Regions from separate parts of the Mus musculus genome. Here region 1 is linked to region 2. The links are chromatin contacts, called in public HiChIP or PLAC-seq maps. All regions are on one chromosome and are shown on one strand. The core of a region is the stretch at or near the end of the contact, and the rest is flanking DNA. Distances in the headings are between cores, read along the strand shown. Region 1 overlaps Gm33377 (a long non-coding RNA gene). Region 2 has its middle 74 kb from the start of Gm40746.

What was found. HiChIP or PLAC-seq counts read pairs in DNA pulled down with a chosen protein or histone mark.
Region 1: a contact with region 2 is called in an H3K27ac HiChIP or PLAC-seq map of embryonic stem cells, with 5 times the contacts expected there. The contact joins two enhancer-like sites. A contact is called at or near these places in 2 of 484 Hi-C or Micro-C datasets (both in embryonic stem cells), 2 of 115 datasets of contacts at active chromatin or transcription factors (both in embryonic stem cells) and 1 of 9 other capture datasets (embryonic stem cells).

What each region holds. Positions count from the first base shown.
Region 1 is chr10:95,862,368-95,868,208 of GRCm38.p6, reverse strand. All of the region lies in intron 3 of Gm33377 (a long non-coding RNA gene), which reads right to left. Among named protein-coding and RNA genes, the nearest start is that of Gm33543, 22 kb to the right of the region's middle. Within about 2 kb of position 3,273, at least 57 of the 459 cell types and tissues checked have an H3K27ac peak or open chromatin away from gene starts, as enhancers often do. A contact at or near this core is called in embryonic stem cells, where this site is marked.
Region 2 is chr10:96,104,415-96,109,546 of GRCm38.p6, reverse strand. No RefSeq gene overlaps it. Among named protein-coding and RNA genes, the nearest start is that of Gm40746, 74 kb to the left of the region's middle. Within about 2 kb of position 1,811, at least 9 of the 459 cell types and tissues checked have an H3K27ac peak or open chromatin away from gene starts, as enhancers often do. A contact at or near this core is called in embryonic stem cells, where this site is marked.

The DNA of each region.
Region 1 (5,841 bases), core at 2,024-4,523, 240 kb after region 2:
CAGGCACAAATGGAACCACAACCCAACAAAAAACAACTACACAAAGAACTCCATAGGTTCCTGGTCAATGAGAAATGCGGGTTCTGAAGCATTTTGTTATTTGTTGCTACAGAGCAATGCTGGATTCTAGCTTTCTTTCCCGATTTGGCATTTAAAGCATCAGGAAAGCTGTAGTTGAAGAGAACAACATTTTACACATTGATTATGTGGGACACAAACAAATATTAACAATTTGTAATGTACACAGAATTTAACTCTTCTTCTATTCTGTATTTGGAATGACTGCAGTCTTTGTTTAGTGGTTCCCAGACTTAAATTGGGGCTGGTGGGACAGTAGGAATGCCCAGAGGAATCAAGAGAGCCAACAGAGTTGCCAAAGTATTCATTTTGCCAACAATAACAATAACAAAAGGCTACCATTTCAGAGAGGAAAGTATATTTCAACACCAATAAAAAGGGAAGTTCCTAGTTTCAAAACAAGAGAGAGCTCTTCCCAAGAAATACATTGGTTAATCACAGAGAGTTCAAAACAATATCATTATAGTTTAATATAAATACAGAAACACAAAGACTTCAAAGACAGCCATCGAATGGATATCGAGAATTCCATTCCAGCTAAGGCTACACTGTGAGACTCTGTCTCAAAAATAAATAAATAAAGTGAAATATAAATACATAAAATAGAGAGAGAATAATTGAGGAAGACACCCAATATTGACTCTGACATCAATATGCACATACATACATGTATACATGCATTTCCCTAAATGTGCTCACTCTTGTACATACACATATGCACAAATCAAAAAATTCTGTCTCATATGAACGAGAGTGAAAATACTCATCTTGACACTGTGTATCGGACAGATGCTCTACTTACTGTACTGAGAGAAAACCTCGACTATTTGAATATCCTTGAAACTGTCAAGACAAGCTAAGAAACAAAGAAACATCAGCTCCCATGTCCCCAAGTCTTTTTCTTTACTTGGCAAGTAGGAAGGTAAGCAGAGGAAGGTAAGCCAGAGAACAAGCCCACGGCTCCCCGTGAAGTCCCACTATCATCCCATGGCTCCCCGTGAAGTCCCACTATCATCCCATGGCTCCCCGTGAAGTCCCACTGTCATCCCATGGCTCCCCGTGAAGTCCCACTGTCATCCCATGGCTCCCCGTGAAGTCCCACTGTCGTCCCATGGCTCCCCGTGAAGTCCCACTGTCGTCCCATGGCTCCCCGTGAAGTCCCACTGTCGTCCTATGGCTCCCTGTGAAGTCCCACTATCATCCCATGGCTCCCTGTGAAGTCCCACTATCATCCCATGGCTCCCCGTGAAGTCCCACTATCATCCATGGCTCCCCGTGAAGTCCCACTGTCGCTTCACACTTTCAAGCAGACAACATCATGATGGCCATTCCTGCCTTTGAGCGGGAAGCTGGGAGTTTCTACAGAAGGGGTTCCGAAGTCAAGTAAAAACTTCCTCCCTAGCAGGCCATGGTGGCACAGGACCAATAATCCCAGCATCGGGAAGATAGAGGAAGGATTGAAAGTTCAAGACCAGCCTGGGCTACATGGTGGTGAGTTTCAGGCCAGTGTGGGATGCACAGCAAACCCTCGTCTTAAAATGAATTTAAAAAAAAAAAAAAAAGAAAAAAGAAATAAATAAAAAGTGAAAGTTCTGAAGCTTCACAGAGAGAAGAAATGAGCAAATGCTCAGGCTACTAGATGAGAAGAATATGAAAAAGGATTTCATTTATACAACTATATTTTAAAAATTATGATTGTGTATATTGTGATGAAGGATGTGTGTGTGTAAGAGAGAGACAGAGACAGAGACAGAGACAGAGAGAGATCTGGACAGAGGTGGGTACACTCGCTTGGTTCACGTGTAGAGTTGGCTCTCTAGACCTCTACCCTGATTCTAAGAATTGAGCTCAAGTCTTCAGGCATGTGCAGCAAGCCCCTCTACCTACTGAGCCATCTTACTGGTCCAAAATTGTATCTTTAAAAAGCTGGACATCATTAGGTAAATCTAGTAATGAAAGCAAGTTAGTATATATCTCAGGCCACTTGCTGTTGCTATAACTGCGCACTGCAGACAAGGCTACTTTAGAAAGAATAAAGGTTTGCTTCGCTCCTAGCTTAGGAGGCTGTGACCCCAGGCAGGGGCTGGTATATGGAAGAGCCCTCTTGCTGCTTCCTGCTGTGGTTGTTGGAAGTCATCACAGGGTCAGATAGAGCAAGCCTGCTAACTCAGAACTCTCTCCTCCCCATGCTGTTCTACCACTGCAGGGCCCTCAGAATCATGAGCTCATCCTAGCCTAACTATTTTCCAAAGAACCCACCTCCTAAAACCACTGATGTCTGCTTCTAAGATGTGAGCTTCAGGAGACACATTCAATCCACACTACTGTGTTGATATCTGCTGTGTAGAAATTAGTTACTTCTGATTGTATTTATCCAAGGCAGTAGTTTAACAAGCACATTAGTCTACAGGCACATTTTTGCTAATTTTAGAAGATAAATATAAACACACACACATACACTCACTCACACACACACATATACACACATACATGCACACACACACACTCATACACACACATATAAACACATACATGTACACACTTATATACACATGCATGCACTCACATACATACACATAAACTCACACGTAGGTATACACACACTCACACATGTAGGTATACACATACACACACAGAGACACGCATATACACACATACACACATGTGGACATATACACACACGCATAGGTATACACATACCCATACACACATACACATGCATACACACACTCATGCACATAAACACACACTCACATGTACACACATACACACAGGCAAACACACATGCATACACACACACATGATTACATACACACATTCACCCATATACACACACAGACAGACACACATACACACATGTGTGCACACGCACATGCACACACACGCCATCCAAGAGACGAACAGTTGCAGAATGAAATACACTCAGACATTTCCAATTGCGTTTGGGGCCCCGGTTCAGTTCACCCCTTGCCCCTCTGTTCCAGCCTCTTTCGCCTTCCATCTCTTTCCATTTTATTTTTCTCATCGTGTTTTGACAGGTGAAGTTGCTCGTGCAAAAGCCATGTAATAAAATACAGGAATGCCACCTTTGCCTCCCTTGCCTGCTGCCGCAGAGCGTGTGAAGCCTGTGCCCTCTACCCTTCAGAGGAGTGCTGGAGTGGCAGGAGGCTCATGGAGCTGGAATGCTGTCTGTCTCTCTCTGGCCTCTCTGCCCGGAATGTGCTCCCCACCCTAATCTCCACTGAGACCAGTGTGCAAGCACTAGAGGCTTCAGCCAGCACAGACATGACACAGCAAGGGGGACAGAGGCTGGAGGCTGCAATCAGCCCATCCTATTTATTTAACTGCAAACTTTGTTCTTTAGTTTTTATAAAAAGCTTCATTGTTACATTGAATCCAAAGGAATTTAGCCTTTAACCTGCAGTTTCCAACTCCTGGTGCTAGCAAACTTTCTTTTCTGATAAGGGGACCGCCTGATGGAATTTTCTTCTTTTCTCTCTCATCCTGAAGGTGGGGCAACCCACTGAGATGTCTTTTGGACCTCGATTCTTATCAACTAAAATAAACACAAGGGCTCTCTGGTAATATATCCACGCAACAGAAGCTCCTGGTGTAATAAAACACAGAACATACAAAGAACGGGATCAACAGGCTTTAGTTTAGGGGTGTGTATGTGTGTGTGTGCGTGCGCACCTATGTATTTTCTACATTTCCCAATCTATCTAATTATTTTCTTTCTCCATCTGTTCCTAAGAGCCCTTTACTTATTGTAGGAAATTTCATACATTGATATAGTGATTTTAGGTAGTTTTCATGCCCCATTCCCCTCTCATCTTTCCAACAAACCTCATACTTCAATGTCTCCAAGGCTCAGAGAATATAGTACCAAAGAGGAGACAGAAAGACTCTAACAGCCAAGTAGTTATTTTATTTTTTTAAAAAGGCACAGGTTTGTTTTGTTTATCTTCATCCATATAGCCAGAACATGGTCCTTCATTTTCCTCTAAGGATCACAGTGGAAAAGGCTCAAGCCCTTTGTAATGACTGGGTGCCTATATCCCTGCCAATTTATACTGAAATCTTTATATTCCCCACCCCCTACAAACACACACAGGTGATGGTATTTGGGGGGGGGGGGCTTTTGGATGTCATTAAGTCGTGAGGAAGCCACTTTCCTAAATAAGACTCTTATAAAAGAGACCTGATTCTACTGTGGAAGTCAAGTGAGAGGCGGTGCCCCTCATCAGATACTGGGTCTCCTGGGATAGTAATCTGTATTATGTGTGTGTGTGTGTGTGTGTGTGTGTGTGTGTGTGATGAAGTTTGTCAGCTCTAGAAGATGAAGATATTCCTCCCATTGCTGTTTTTCACTGAAAGCTTGAGAACCAGGATCAGTTATGGGACCAGTTGCGCATGGCAGTGCTGGACAGAGAAGAAAGAGAAGTAGGCCAGAAGGGTTCTCCCTGTCACTCCTGGAGGAGGGTTCTCCTAAACTGACTTCACCAGGTCTTCATCCTCCTTAGAACCCTAGTTCCTACCTAATTTATTGAGTAAGATACGTGTGTATGTGTGTGTGTGTGTGTGTGTGTGTGTGTGTGTGTGTATTAAACTGATGGCCTGGGTTTTGTTTCCTTTTTCAACGCGTGTATGTATGTGCATGTATGGCATTGTGTATGTGAGTGGATGTGTTTGTGTGACTGTTGTGAGTGTGGAGGCCAGAGGACATCCTCAGAAACTCTGGAGAAAGTATCTGGCCAGGAAGCTCCAGAAATCCTCCTGCCTCTGCCTCCTCAGTGCTGGGATCACAAATGCACACCATGGTCCTGCGCAACTTCATGCGGGTTTGGGAATTGAACTCAGGTCCTCGTGCTTGTGAAACAAGCATTTTACCAACTGAGCTAACCCACCCCATGACCCTGCTTTTGTTTGCCATTGTATAACAAGTTGTCACGAACAGCCACTTGAAACAGTTTTTCCTGATTACATCTTAACTCTTATGGGTCCATTATCTTAGCTAAAACCTCTTCTTCAAGCCTTAGCAGGATGAAAACAAAGATGCAGCTGATCAAGTTGGCATCCTCAGCTGAGAAGGACTTGCCTCTGTAATTCCCCAAGTTACTGAATTTACTTCCTTGCTATTAAAGTCATAGTAAGTAGACTCACTTCTTTGGAATCTGCTGTTGCCTCTGAGACCTCCGAGTGGGTCCACTAGGAAGGAAGAGTATCACATGACTTTATACAATCACTGGAGTCACACCTCATTCCTGCGGTTAGAGGCGAGCCAGGGGTTCTATCTACCTATACTCTGAGCAAGCACTTCACAAAGGTGAGCATTCTGGAGCAGAGATCTTGGGGGTGTGCTGTAGACTCCCTGGGAACCACACCCTTTTGCTTTATCCTTCCTCCAATGGACAGCATAGAGTCATAGAATCAGCTTTTGATAAAGTGAAAAAAGATATTTTACAAACATACACCGTAACACACAGGTAAAATAAATTCAGCTGGTTTTCCTAGTGGCTAATGGCATAAGAAGTTGACACCAGGCAGCCATGACTTTAGAGCCCTGATTCCCAGCTCAGTAGCCGTTTGACCTTATTAAGTCTCAGCTCTGACCTTTAAGATAGGAATAACTCTTTGTGTTTATTGTGAGAATTAAGTCACACAAGATCAATAAAGCACTTGGGAAATGTGTGCAGTACAAGTGTTCCATAAATGGTTACTTTAGTATCCAGGTAAGAGCCCAAGGTAACTCAAACAAGGTTC
Region 2 (5,132 bases), core at 562-3,061:
CTTCAGGAGGTGTCGCTCAGTCAGGCTCATTTTGATTGGAATCCATAGTTTTCCTTTTATCATTGAAACAAAGACAAAACCTCTTCCCCAGTGCGAAACATTTCCTTCCTGCCATTCTGAAGTTACCACATACATAGGCTGATTTAATTCAGCAGTCCTTTCTAAAATCCAGTGTTTCTAACAGTTGTGCTATCTGTCTCATTGACGTTCCTGAAGCAATCCAGAGGGAACGTCTTTCTTCCCCTCTGATACTCTCTGGTCACATCACAAAGATCTTCAAGGAAATGAACAGGCAAAATCTGGAGCTGGTACTCTTTAGGCTTCATTTGCTGTGCTCACACACATCGCTCTATGGTGGAGAGCGGTTGATGAACGCTCTTCTGTATTTCTCTTCTCCATACTAAGACCATAGAATAACTCCCTGTGCAAAATTAACTTCTTGTTTTCAGTAGGATAAAGCTGGGATCTGTCAAATCTTTCCATATCTGGGTCCAACATGCTTTCCCGAGCTGGTCTGATTTAAAATGCTCATTTTAAAAAGCTCTCCAGACCAAATAAATAAATAAATAAATAAATAAATAAATAAATTCCATCTTCAGGTTAGTCTTGGTCATTTCACACTTTCAAATCATTTCTTCTGAGCTTAAGATCTCAATAACATAAACTTTATGAGCATCTACTCAAATGGAAGCATAGTGACAATTAAGCAAATAATTTGTTCCTCTCCAACTATTCAAAATATAAGCAAACTTATGACCTATGATTTCCCATAAATGTTATATAACAAACATCTTCCATCTTACTACATGGCCATTTAGTGCAATGCTATATATTCAAATGTGTATGTATAGAGTTCACTTAGCCATCCCATATTCTTGGACTCGCAGGCTTCTCCCAAATTTTGGTATTATAATAACCTTTGAAGTATGTGCTACATAAATACTTTCCTTTGTTCATAATAAGAGAAGATTGAAAAATTAACAGTCCTACTTTAAACTATTCTAACATTGTCACAATAATTAAAGTTATCAGTCAATAAACATCAACAACTGAGGCTGCAAATATCCTATCAGTTTCTTCTCATCCAGAAGATACTTCTATAGACTCAATAAGTGCCTACAGGAAGTAATCAAGTCTTATTAACTACCACAGACATTTGCATTAAGTGTTGATTAAGAAAAAGAAACTTAACTATATAAAAGGTCTTTATAAAATGTTATTACTTACATGCTTGATTAACAGTATGTAAATTTAGTAGTCTTGAAATTAGCTTAAAATATAGGAACATGTCTTATTCTTAGTTTTTTTTTAATTTAAAAGCTATTTCCCTGCCATTGTGATTTTTATTCTAGAATGTCCTACTACATTTAGACTGCCTGGTAAATTTCTGGGGTGTATGAATGTGTGTGTGTGTGTGTGTGTGTTTCCATTCCATATGCAGTTCTCATGTTGCCTATAGAACATTCTCTGTTGACTCTTATGCAAGTACTACAGTCAGCTTACACAAGCAATAGAAAGCCAGTGACACACCCCTCTGCTCATGTCAGCTTATTGTAACATTACACCAGAGGGCCAAGGTCAGTCATCGTGAAAATGTTCACACAAATGGAAAATTTTAAACAGAAATCTGGGCTTTTCTGACTGTGAAATATTTGTCAGAATGCTGTCTGGCCACCTCTGGAGAGTTAAGTTTACCTTTCTCTGAATTTCTTTTTCTTGCTATTGTTAGATTTCAATTAGAATTCCTGTTCTTGTTAGTGTACAGTGTTGTCTTTGTAAATCATTAAGCCTTCTTTGGGATTGTACCTTATGCACTGTGTCTTCCAACAGGTACCACTAATTCACTCATGACTGGAGACTACAACAGCAGTCCCAAGGCTTGATTAGAAAGGCCCCTTTTGCTCAAACTTCCATGTTGAGAGTTGGTCTGATGCTGTCTATTCAAATGCTAAAGTCTATACCACAAGACCAGGTTGCCACAGACAAGCAAATTCCCCTGCACACCAGCCTTTATTGTGTAAACATTGCTCCCCAACTTAAGGCTATTGGTTAAATAAAAGTGGCTACAGCCAATTACTAGGGAGAACAGAGAGAGGAATTTCAGTTATTGGGCTGGAGGTAGCAGGTAGAGGTCACGAGGAGAGAGAGAGGAGGAAGAGGGAGTCAGAGGAAGAAGAAGAGAACAGGATGTCTCCATTAGATAGGAAGGACTAGGAGCACATGCCTGAGTGAAATGCTTCCCCCACGACAGACTGATGGAGAAGGAAGAACCCTGAGAGACTCAAACAGCAAGTAACAAGGGACATGACTGAGATGTAAGTTAGAATAGCTCACAACCTGCCCGATCTGGGCTTACAGCTTGTAAAAAAAAAAAAAAAAAAAAAAAAAAAAAAAAAAAAAAAAAAACCAGGATTTTGTGTCTTTTATATGGGCTAGCTAGAATAAATAATTCATTTACACTTCCACATGATGTAAAATTCTTTTTAAATATTTGCATCTGGTACAAACATCGACACTCAGGCCTCCAGCATCACACCTGATGGTTATAAGGTCTTGTGGGTCTCATCTTGGACTCAGGGAGGTGACAATGAGGGTTCCTGAAGTATTTATCAGTGAAGGAACCCTCTTTAGCCTCGCTTGGAGTGGTGACAAGGAGGGCCTCCAGCATGGACTTTAGAAAGGGCTTTGAAACAAAAGATGAGATTTCTGGATTTTTACACCAGGATGCTCCAGCCTTATCTTAGGCGCCCTAAAAGATAGTCTTGGTCAAGTCATTTAATTCTTCTGGACTGTTCTGAAACTGAAAAATGAAGGTATTTGGAATGGTGGCTCCTTATCTGTCTTGTAGTTTTTTTGTTGTGGGTTGGTTTCGGATTGTCGTTTTGTTTGTTTTTTCAATTTTCTGACAGCATCTAAAAGATGTATTCCCCCTGGGATGCTTGTACTGGGATCAGCAGCTCCTGTCATCTCTGCATTTTCTGTGAGTTTCTTTTGTCTCTACTGTGTAGGGAACTCTTGGGACTAATTCTGATGCAAGCAGAGGCCACAGGGAAGAAGAAAGAATCATGGGAGTTAAAACCTTCCTGGGGCTAAAATTAAAGAAGAGGGAAAGCATACAGATAGATCATCAGCAATGCGTAGCACCATCCTGGGCCTCCTAATTAGACACGTGTGGCTGAGAAGCCGTGAAATCAAACTGTATCACAGAACCTAAGGGAAAGGTGCAGAAAGAGAGAAAAGAAACATTTCCGTTCATCTAACCGCTGTGCCACACACACACACACACACACACACACACACACACACACACACACACATCAGGAAGAAATCATTTAAAACAATTCAAGGTTTAGCAAAGTTAGCTTAACTCTGAGGAGTCCCTGGCCTAAAATTTGTTTTTAAATTTCCTTGTAAAACTCGAAAACAAAACCAGGTGTGGTGGCACACACCTTTAGTCCCAGCACTCAGAAGGCAGAGGCAGGCGAATCTCTGAGTTTGGGGATAGCCTGGTCTACAGAGCGAGTTCCAGGACTGCCAGGGCAACATAGAAAAACCCCATGTCAAAACAAAATAACAACAAAAATTAAAAAAACAAAACTCAAAAAACAGATCTGTTAGTGAGGCAGTAAGGGAAATTAGCTTGATATTTGTACATTGGGCTTCAACACTTCGAAGTCTAATAGCTTGCAAGAAGTAGTGCCATAAAGGTCCTGCCCTAACAACTGTGGAAACATGAACATGGTCCTCGCTGTGTGTCTTTGAATGGGGGACTGGGCGACATTACATAGTCATTGATGTTCATGTAAATCTCAGAGGGTTTTTATGCACGGGGCAGGCACTGCCTTTACACATCCTGACTGATCACTCCTAGTCTCCTTTTGACAAATGCTCGCAGTAGAATAACTGAGAGCCATGGAAGTCAGATAAACATACTAAGCTACACCTCTGTCACTGATTAGTTGAACTATGTACTTGACCTTTTAAAACTAATAATATATCTATACAGAAAAATATTAGTGTTACCATCTTGGGCTTACTGAGGGACACTGCCTAAAATATAGTATATGCTAAATGAAGTGCTTTTATGATGGTTTAAGGCTTATTTTTGGTTTGGATTTGTTTGTTTGTCTGTTTGCGAGCACATGTGGGTAAGTGAACATGGTACAGGTCCCCTTGGTCACCAGCAGAGGGCATCAGATCCCTGTGAGCTGGAGTTAGAAGCCTTGGTAAACTGACAGATGTGGGCACTGGGAACCAAATTCTGTTCTCTACAAGAGCAATGAAGTTTCTGAATCCCGGAGCCCTCCCCAGCTCCCCTGCAGCTTTTGTAAGATACCTTTTACAGGATTCTAAGGGGCAGTTAAAAACACCAAAAAAGTTGCTGGCATCTCCACTTGTTCAGATCACCTACCAAACTGGAAACATGTTAGAACAGTATGAATTCACAGCATTTCAATACAAGTCATATTCATAAGAGCAAAGCTACAACGAGTTACTTGAACCACAATAGTCTCTCCAGGCAAGCAGGGACACTATCATATAACAGTAATCTGGCCGTCCAATGGCAACATCAGAAATCAACAAAGGAAAGGAAACCAAGCAGAAAGTCTTTCCTATGTGAAACTAAACTGCTGCTATTTTCTTTTCTGAAGACACAGGCTATATCTAATGTAAGCTGGGGACTAGCATGACAGGTAGAGAGACACTGCTGGGGACAGGAGATAAGGGTACTTTGTATCTGGTGACAAAGTAGGCTGATATGACAGATGCAAGCTAAAGGAGATCCTGTCTTAGTTAGGGCTTCTATTGCTATCATAGAATACCATGACCAAAAGCAGCATCCGAAGGAAAGATTGCTTACCGACTTGCTTCCTGTGCTAGCTCGCCCTGCTTTTCTTAGAGCACCCAGGATTACCAGCTCAGGTGTTGACACCATGCACAGCGAGCTGGACCCTCTCACATCAATCACCAACCAAGAGAATGTACCATGGGTCAACCTGGTGGGAGGACTTTCTCAATTGAGGTTCTCAGTTCCTAAATGACTCTAGCTCATGTCAGGCTGATATGAAACTATCCAGGACAGATCAGAAGCCCAAATCATTTCCCCCAAAAAGCATTTCTGAGTTCTGAGA